3 separate regions of the Mus musculus genome follow, and all the other regions are linked to region 1. Evidence: chromatin contacts called from public HiCAR-type and HiChIP or PLAC-seq data. All regions are on one chromosome and are shown on one strand. The core of a region is the stretch at or near the end of the contact, and the rest is flanking DNA. Distances in the headings are between cores, read along the strand shown.

Region 1 (2,793 bases), core at 78-2,577:
GGCAGGACAACTACGCACAGGGGATGACTGGGTGCTGAGATGAAGGGGCACTAGAGGTGGGGTGTGATCAGGGTGGTGACAGATGAACTGAAGAGAGTCGAAGCAGGTAATGGCAGTGCCCGCGGCTCAGGATACGCTGGGTACTGAGGGAGGAGACACCGACTCTGGAGGTGATGGGGGCTGCTAAGGAGAGGAGACAGGGACTCTGGGGAGTGATGGTGAGGCTAATGGAAGGGAACAGGGATTTAGGGGTGATGGGGCTGCTGAGGAGAGGAAACAGGGACTGGGAAATGGGGCTGCTGATAACCAGGTAGACTTAACTCAGGGAACGATGGAGGGTGACGGTGGAGGTGGGAGGACAGGACTCTGGGGGTGGTAAGGAGTGGAAAAAGATCCTAGGGGTGATGGGAGATTCCAAATACTCCGGAGATGATAGGGGAACTGAGGGACTCTGGGGGCTATAGGGAAACTAAGAGAAAGGGGCAGGGACTCTGGGGGCTATAGGGAAACTGAAGAAGCAGACAGGGACTTCGGGGACTATAGGGGGGGCTGAGAGAAAGAGAACAGGGACTCCGGAGGCTACAGGATAATTGAGGGAAGAGGACAGGGACTCCGGAGGCTACAGGATAATTGAGGGAAGGGGACAGGGACTCCGGGGGTATAGGGAAACTGAGGGAAAGGGACAGGGACTCTGGAGGCTATAGGAAAACTAAGGGAAGGGGACATGGACTCTGGGGACTATAGGAGAACTGAGGGAAGGGGACAGGGACTCCGGGGGTGGTGGGGGCGCTGAGTGGGGCAGATAGGGACTCCAAGGCTAACCTGACACCCGGCCGGAGGCAGAGCGGGACGCCGGCGGTCGCAGCGCCGCAGAAGCAGGTGCGTGATAGGGCGGAGGCCACTCACCGGCTCGGGCGCGTCCTCCGCAGGGCTAGAGCTCAGCCCCGGCCCTGGCAGGTCGCGGCCCCGCCCGGCACCGCGAACTTTCGGTTTCCAGTCCCTGCAGCCCCTGGGCGGGGCGAGTAGCCTAGTGGGCGGCCCGGAGGAAGAGGAGGCCGCGCAGGACGAGGAGGCGGTGCCGCGGGCTCCAGCGAGAGGCCGGGCTCGCCTGCGCCCCCGCCCTCGGGGCGGGCGGAAGGGCGGCGTCGCCTCAGCGCCCGCGGTAGCGGCGGCGGCTGGACTGGCGGCTCCCCGCGGGCGCGGCGGAGGGGAGGGCGCGGCGGGGGGCGGGTTGACTGCGCCCCGGGCGGCCGCAGGTCTCGGCTGGCCCCGGAGCCAGGGGGACGCGGCGGGCGGCTCGTGCGTGCCAAGCGCGACATGGCGCGGAAGCCGAGAAGCCCCGGAGGCCCAGTGAGCACGGGGAGGGGCTAGACACTGGCTGGACAACCATTAGCTAGCTGGGGCCGGGCGGCTCGGGGACTACATTTCCCAGGACGCCAAGCGGTCGCGCCCGGAAGCGACGCGCCATGGGCACAGTGCGCAGGCGCACGCGCCGCCAAGGTCTATATAAGGAAGGTTCGCCGCCGCTCTCGTCCTTTCGTTCCGGCGGCTCCTAGAGCGTTTGCTTTGTTCCCGATATGTCTCGTCCCTCCGGGGTTAACTTGCAGATGGTGAGTTGAGTCCACACAGCACAAGTTTTTTTTTTGTTAACCTCTTATCAAGTTTAGTCGCTGTAACCGCTCCTAGTCTCCAAGTGTTGCTTATGGAGCGCGATCCCCAGGTTGACCTTCGAAGACGTGATTCAAGTGGAAAAGACGCCTTCTGCTTTGGCCTGGGAAGCTTTTTGCTGGTGTAAATGATGAACTCACTTTTTTCCCCGTCATATCGACAGTGCTGATGTTTTAAAACATTTGCCAGTTTGTCCTGATAAACACCAGCCTTCGAGGACCCTGGTCTTCTTTGTTCCTGGTCGAGGATATAGGTGGTGATGGACGCTTTTGTTTTGTAGGTTGACCTGACCAAGCAGGACAGCATGGAGGTTGGAGGGAGAGAAGGGCATCGAGGGAGATGAGAACTCACCTACCATCTGAAAGTCTTAAGGTATGCATTCGTCTAGTGGCCTAAAGTGGCAATCACGTGCTTTGAAGAGCCTTTAAGTGGGCAGTGATAGGGAATTTGATGCAAGAGTTACTGCTGAGGTTCGTTGTTTTAAAAGCCCCGAGGATTGAGCCTTATTATCAAAGTATACTAAAGTCTTTTAATTGTGTATCTGTACATACTGACACAGGAGATGCAGAGCCCTGTTGTTATTTAAAGTGTCCTGGTAGAACTGCCTGAGAAAAGGACTGATTAAGAAAATGGTCCCATTGAGATTAGTCTGTAACACATTTTCTTGGCTGTTGATATGGGAGCATTCAGCAGTTTGTGGGTGCAGTGTCTGAGCCGGGTTGAGATTTCTTTTGTATATGCGTGGTATTTAGAAAGGCAATGAAACATGTCTGCTAAAGTATTTGCAGGCTAGTGCTTTTCAAGATGTGACAATGGCTATCCTCCATTACTGTATTCTGATATCCACCCTGACCCACTCAGATAAAAATGTGAATATGCCCTAAATCAAGTAGGCCCGAGAAATGGCTTAGCAGTTAAGAGCACTGATGGCTCTTTCGAGGGGTCCTGAGTTAAATTTCTAGCAACCACATGGTGGCTCACAACCATCTATAATGGGGTCTGGTGCCCTCTTATGGTGTCTCTGAAGAGAACAATGGTGGTGTACTCGTGCATAAAATATATGAATAAATCTTACTCTTAAAAAAAGTAGGCCCGGGCTGGAGAGATGGCTCAGTGGGTAAGAGC
Region 2 (2,793 bases), core at 205-2,704, 2.6 Mb before region 1:
GTTAATTAGCCCTAGTTAGTAGGCAGGATCAAGAGTCAGAGAAGGGTTAGGAGCTGGTTAGGAGCTGCAGTGGTTTACAGCTCCCGAAGGGGTCTGGCTGTAATCTTAACCTCGGCATTCATTGCCTCCCACAGGCTAGTGCACCCTTCTGGATGAGTGAGAAGGGAGCGTGCTATGCTTACTTCACAGGGCTGTTCTCAGCCTAGCCATACAGAAGAGTCCATGCCTCAGGCATTGCTGGAGTACTGTCCCCCTGTGGGGAAACCCAGATGTGCGTGTTTCTCATACCCAAAACCCTTTGCACACACCCTCCCGCTTCCCTGCTTTTCAAGATCACTTGAAGCTGGGCATAGGGACACAGTCAGGAGGCAAAGGCAGGGGGATCTGGGTCCTCTTGGATTTTGAGGCTAACCTGGTCTACAGAGCAAGTACCAGGACAGCAGGGCTATGCAAAGAAACCTTGTGGGAAGGGGAGGGGAGGGGAGGGGAGGGGAGGGGAGGGGAGGGGAGGGGAAATGAGACTTAAAATACCAGAGCGTAGATTTTATTATAACAAAGGACATTAAAACATGAGACGTGTGCTCTCGAGCTGTCCTGTGTGCAGAATGTAGTTAGGCAAGAGAGGGCGCAGGAAACTCTGAAGGAGGCTACTACTGTGGGAGGCTGAGCCAGAGTGGGAACAGAAATGATGTGAAATGGAGGTGTATTTTAATGTGGGTCTCAAAGGGGAGGGAGATGACAAGGATGGTTTCCTGGTAGCTTGGCCCCGACACAGATTTCTAATGGAAACACACACACACACACACACACACACACACACACACCAGTCATGGCTCATCCTCACGCTGTATTCAGAGCCCAGACAAGGGCATGGGGAGGGAGGCGACAGAGCCTTCATCCAGGGGTTGCTATACTGGACACTCCTAGCCCTGGTTTGAGCCAGGAGACGCTGAAAGGGGGCTGTTTCCGACTGGGCCGCCCACCTACGCCTGGCTGGACGTCTGGCATCTCTAGAGCACCTCGAGGTGTTGGCTCCTTGCCGGCGTGTAGGGTGCGGCGCATCCCCTCCAGCCCTGACTCGCCCAGTGCGCTGACCCGTAGGGCGACGGCTCTGTGTGGTCCTTAGGCCAGCTGAGGGAATCCAAGGTCCATGCACTTGACTCGCTGGGCAGCAGCTGACCCTGCTTCCCCATCTCGCACCTTCTGGAGAAGTGTGCGCGTAACCGTGGCCAGGGTGATCGAGGTGCGGTGAGGCGGGCAGCGAGCGCGTGCGCGTGGTCGTTGCGTGGGCGCTGCTCTGGAGTCGGAGAGCATCAAGTGTGCGTGGGCCGGAGCCGGCGCGTGTGCCCGCAGCAGCTGTGCGCCGGGCGGGGGTGCCGCAAGTGCCTCGGGGTGCGCGCAGCCTCGCGCGGGCGGAGCGAGGAGGGATGCGTGCGGGAACTTTTCGCCTGCCCCGCAAGTCCGGGTCCCGGCGTTTAGAGGAGCTGTCCTCCGCCGCCAGCCCCGAGTGCCCGCCCCGCCCCCACTTCCGCCTCCCGCCTCTTCCTCGTTCCCGGCTCCCAGGGCCGCCGGTCCCCAGGGAACCCCGCAGGCTTAGCCCCACCCGGCCGGCGCTGCTCGCTCCCACGCCCCCGCCGCCGCTTGTCGGGAGCGCACCCAGGGAGCCAGCGGGGCGCGGGCGCTGCAGGTAGGGGGGAATGCGGGGTTGGGCTCAGGTGCGGCGAACTGGGCCCCCGCAGCACGGGAACTTGGGGTGCCCTCCTCCGCCCGCCCCGTCTTCGCCCACGCGCCAGTCCCCTTTTAGGGAATTCTTTGCCTCTTGCCTCCTCAGGCGCGGGTGGGGCCGGGACAGAGGGCGTTCGTTCTCCATTTCCCTGGTTCCTTCCCGGTGTCAGCCTCCCGTCTCCAAATCCCTACTCTTCCCAGTACCTATGGTCGTGTAAACAACTACCTAGCTCTGGGAATTGGCTCCGCAGCCCCCCTGTGGACAGTCCCTTCAGCCTGGTAAGACCACAACGTCAGGGGGAGGGGAAAAGAGAGGCGTCCGGGTGGCCCCGGGTCAGCGGCAGCTCCCTCGCGAGCTCGCCTCCCCTCTCCTCTCCGCAGACCGCCCCTGGGGCCCTGGGTATTTTTAGCGTTGTGACCTGGGCGGCAGCTCTAAGAGCCTTTCTGGAGTCCTCGTCTGCTGCTCCCTTCTCCCTTCTCTGGCAGCCACATCAGCTCCAGGCACTGACTTGGCCTTGCCTCTATCATTAGTTTCGGGTCCCTCCTGAGCTACCCCAGTACTCGAGGACCTGGCCACGCGCTGTGATTACACTGTGGCCAGCTGAGGTTTATTGGAGGATGACAGCGTGGTCCTCACCCTAGAGCTTCCCCTGTTCCCTGTGATGCATGGGTTCAGTAGTGTACCAGGAACGGGGATGAATGCACAGGGCTGGCCCCAGAGCTCTGGTGTCCTGCAAAACTCGGTATTGGCAATCTCGACACCTGGTCTGAACTGTACTCAGTCCCCACCCTTCTAGTTGGTACTTACTAACTTGGGAAATAAGCCAAACATGTGTGAGAGGAGGGGACAACTGTGAGAGTTCAGAGGACAGGTGCTCAGTTCTCTACAAACAGCCCTCCTTCACGAAGTATATTGTCAGATAGTGTTTGAGGTAGGTAGGATGATACCTTCAGGTGGGACCCCTGGGGCCAGAAAGAGGCAGAGGCAAGTCAGGAAGTTAGGTCTTTGCCCCCAGAGAAAGTGTTTGGAGGTGATGAGGATTGTGGTGGCGGTGGTGGTGGTAGTGG
Region 3 (2,793 bases), core at 103-2,602, 2.3 Mb before region 1:
CTGGAGCCTGAACCCTGAGTCCTAGCACTCAACCCTGAGATTGTCAGTTTTTTCTTTACAGAACAATTTGAAAAGCGCTCCTGGCCCAAGACAGTAATTACCTAGCTGGAAGAACGATAGCTTCTGATAAAGTCGTAAGGGCTGCATGGGTCAGAACTGTCACTGAACAGGCATGGTGGTACACACCTTTGAGCCCAGGATTTGGGAGGCAGAGATACACTGGCCTCTGTGAGCTCAAGGCCAGCCAGGTCTACACAGAGTTCCAGGTTAGCCAGGGAGGGCTATACAGAAAGCCTGTCTCAAAACAAAACAAGACAACCAGCTAGACCTGGTGGTGAACTCCTGCCAGCGCTTAAGAGACAAATGAAGGTGGATCCCTGTGGGTTCCAAGCCAACTTGCTGTGTATATATATATACTCTCTCTCTCATTCTCTCCCTCTCCATTCATATATATATAGTGAATTCCAGGTCATCCAGGACTATATTTAGTGACATCTTGTCTCTAAACAAAACAAAAAAATTGTTACAAACCCACTTCAGTGAAAGATAAGTAATGACTTACCAGACATTAAGGGATGGCTTGAACAAACGAACACACACGCACACTCAGTCTACCAGATTAAGCTGCCTTGTGGGGTAGCGGAGTCTCTGTCCCCTCTCTCCCTCTCTCCCTCTCTCCCTCTCTCCCTCTCTCTCTCTCTCTCTCTCTCACACACACACACACACACACACACACCTTCCCCCCCCACCCCCCAGATCGCCTCCTGAAGAGGAAGCAAGGATGGATGCCAGGGACATGCCTTCTAACTGCAGCAGAGCTTGCATCCAACTCTTAACCCCAGAACTGAGGTTCACAGGGAGATGGCAGTAATCGCGACTCTATACTGAAAGAGGGGTGCGAGCCTAGTTCAGAGGCGCTACCGGCTACCTGTAGAGATCTTCATCTAGCGGCTCGAGGTTGAGCACGCTCGTGACCAGCACACTACGGAGGTCCCCGGAAAGGTCGCCGCGGTCGGCGTCGCCATGAGCATCTCCCAGACCCTCTGGCGCTGACATTTTCACTGCTGGCTGCGGTTGAGAGAAACGCGGAAACTTATATAGGCTCCCAGCGCTTCCGGAAGGTCGCTCCAGGGGCCGGAAATCCCAAGGGCTCCGGGGAGCGAGACGCAGATTGTGATTGGTCGATGTGCTTGTCAATTTCAGAGTGGGCGCGGCTAGCTCTATCTTAAGATTGGAGGATATTTGTGTCAGTTTTGGACATCCGCGTGTGATTGGGTGAATCAGCGAGGGGGCGGAGCCTTGGAGATGAATAATAAGGGATGAGCGTCTTTCCTCTTCTGTCACTGAGCAAAGTCGCCCCTAGGTTGCTGTTACCGGTCTCCTCCTGTTCTGGGCTCCTCCCAAGCGCCCTGTAAGCCACTCACTCGGGACCGCAGCTGGGCCCGTGCCAGCCGTTACCCAGTGACCTCTGACCCCTGCCGTGGTTCTAGGTTCTAGGAGGGCCAGTCCCCGGCCATGGAGCTAGGCAGCTGCTTTAAGACCTACGAGGACTTCAAGGAGTGTTTCAGCGCCTACAAAAAGGAGACCAGGTGCTCCTTCATTGTCAGGGACTGCATCTCCGTCCGCTTCCATAACCTCAACAACGGCACCTCTTTCCGCGAGGATATCCTGTAAGGGCGGGGCAGGAGGGTGGGGAGGAGGGCTGCCTGGAGGAGGAGGGCGTGCATGGAGGAGCCACGTTCCCCGTGCCTGCGGAAAAACGAGGGAAACCTCACCGGCGTGGCCTTTGCTACCCGCCGCGCTTGCTCCCACTCCTTCATTCACGAGCTTTCCTGGGAATTCGCAGTAACTGCATCTTGTTGTTTTTCCGTTTTATTTGTTTGTTGAGAGAATCTATCTCAAGCGCAAGGCTGGTTGAGGAGTGAATTGAAACGCCTTAGTAATAATTTCCTCCATTAGCCTCCTCTTTACAAAGCAGTAATGGTGCTCATTGGTTGGTTGGTTGGTTCTTTTCGGTGATTGATTTTGTAAATGATTCTTGAGCTCCAGATACAGCCGTTTTCAAACACCTTCCTTATCCAAGGTGGTGCTCCCTGAGTGCCTTTCTTACTCTGCAGGGCTGTGTGTCAGAATTATTGGTGGTAGCTCCCTGACTCATTTGACTTTAGGGGCTAAAAGCTGATGAAAACGCCAGGGCTTTTAGGGTTCAGGTGAAACAGCCTACTATAAATTTAGCTTTTAGTTTTTCTTTGAAAGAAAGAATAAGGGTGCAGGTTTAGAAGCCCAATGCGAAAAGGTTGAGGCCGGCGGGTCATGAGTTTGAGACAAATCAGTTTGGTTTAAAAAAAAAAATACAGGGAAAGGGGGTTGGTGGTGGAAGCCTTTAATCCCAGCACTCAGGAGGCAGAGGCAGGCAGATCTCTGTGAGTTCGACGCCAGTCTGGTCTACAGAGCAGCTTCCAGGACAGTCAGGGCTACACAGAGAAAACCTGTCTTGAAAAACCAAAGTGGGGAGTTGGGGGGCGGGAGGGAGAGACAGAGAGAAATGGGAAGCAGCCCCGCCCCTTCGTAAAAAGGAAGGTTTGTGTGCCCAGTCTTTTGCTGTGAAATCTAATCATATGAATCAATTTGAAAGTCAATTCAAGTTTTAATTACAACATATAGGCCAACTGAGTGTCAAAATATACCAAAGTTTGAGTCAGGGATTGAGCTCTTTGGACAGTACTTTCCAGACTATAGAGCCTGGCTGTGTTCTGGCTCCATTCTGAAGTCCAGGGTCACTCTTGGGTACAC

What was found. HiCAR-type assays count read pairs that join an accessible place to other places. HiChIP or PLAC-seq counts read pairs in DNA pulled down with a chosen protein or histone mark.
Region 2: a contact with region 1 is called in an H3K4me3 HiChIP or PLAC-seq map of embryonic forebrain, with 4 times the contacts expected there. The contact joins the promoter of Dbndd2 here to the promoter of Znfx1 in region 1. A contact is called at or near these places in 1 of 39 promoter capture datasets (liver) and 1 of 115 datasets of contacts at active chromatin or transcription factors (embryonic forebrain).
Region 3: a contact with region 1 is called in a HiCAR-type map of astrocytes, with 2.5 times the contacts expected there. The contact joins the promoter of Zswim3 here to the promoter of Znfx1 in region 1. A contact is called at or near these places in 2 of 39 promoter capture datasets (liver and pre-B cells) and 1 of 115 datasets of contacts at active chromatin or transcription factors (astrocytes).

The regions. Positions count from the first base shown.
Region 1 is chr2:167,061,688-167,064,480 of GRCm38.p6, forward strand. Znfx1 (zinc finger, NFX1-type containing 1) reads right to left here and starts at 1,328. Exons shown (of 14, transcript NM_001033196.2): 1 at 823-1,328. It overlaps Zfas1 (zinc finger, NFX1-type containing 1, antisense RNA 1), which reads left to right and starts at 1,247. Exons shown (of 5, transcript NR_138563.1): 1 at 1,247-1,610; 2 at 1,949-2,040. LOC115486178 (a small nucleolar RNA gene) reads left to right here and starts at 1,786; the gene lies at 1,786-1,878.
Region 2 is chr2:164,485,001-164,487,793 of GRCm38.p6, forward strand. Dbndd2 (dysbindin (dystrobrevin binding protein 1) domain containing 2) reads left to right here and starts at 1,455. Exons shown (of 4, transcript NM_026797.2): 1 at 1,455-1,687.
Region 3 is chr2:164,803,762-164,806,554 of GRCm38.p6, forward strand. Zswim3 (zinc finger SWIM-type containing 3) reads left to right here and starts at 1,353. Exons shown (of 2, transcript NM_178375.2): 1 at 1,353-1,670. The coding sequence starts at 1,516. It overlaps Acot8 (acyl-CoA thioesterase 8), which reads right to left and starts at 1,120. Exons shown (of 6, transcript NM_133240.2): 1 at 929-1,120. The coding sequence starts at 1,056.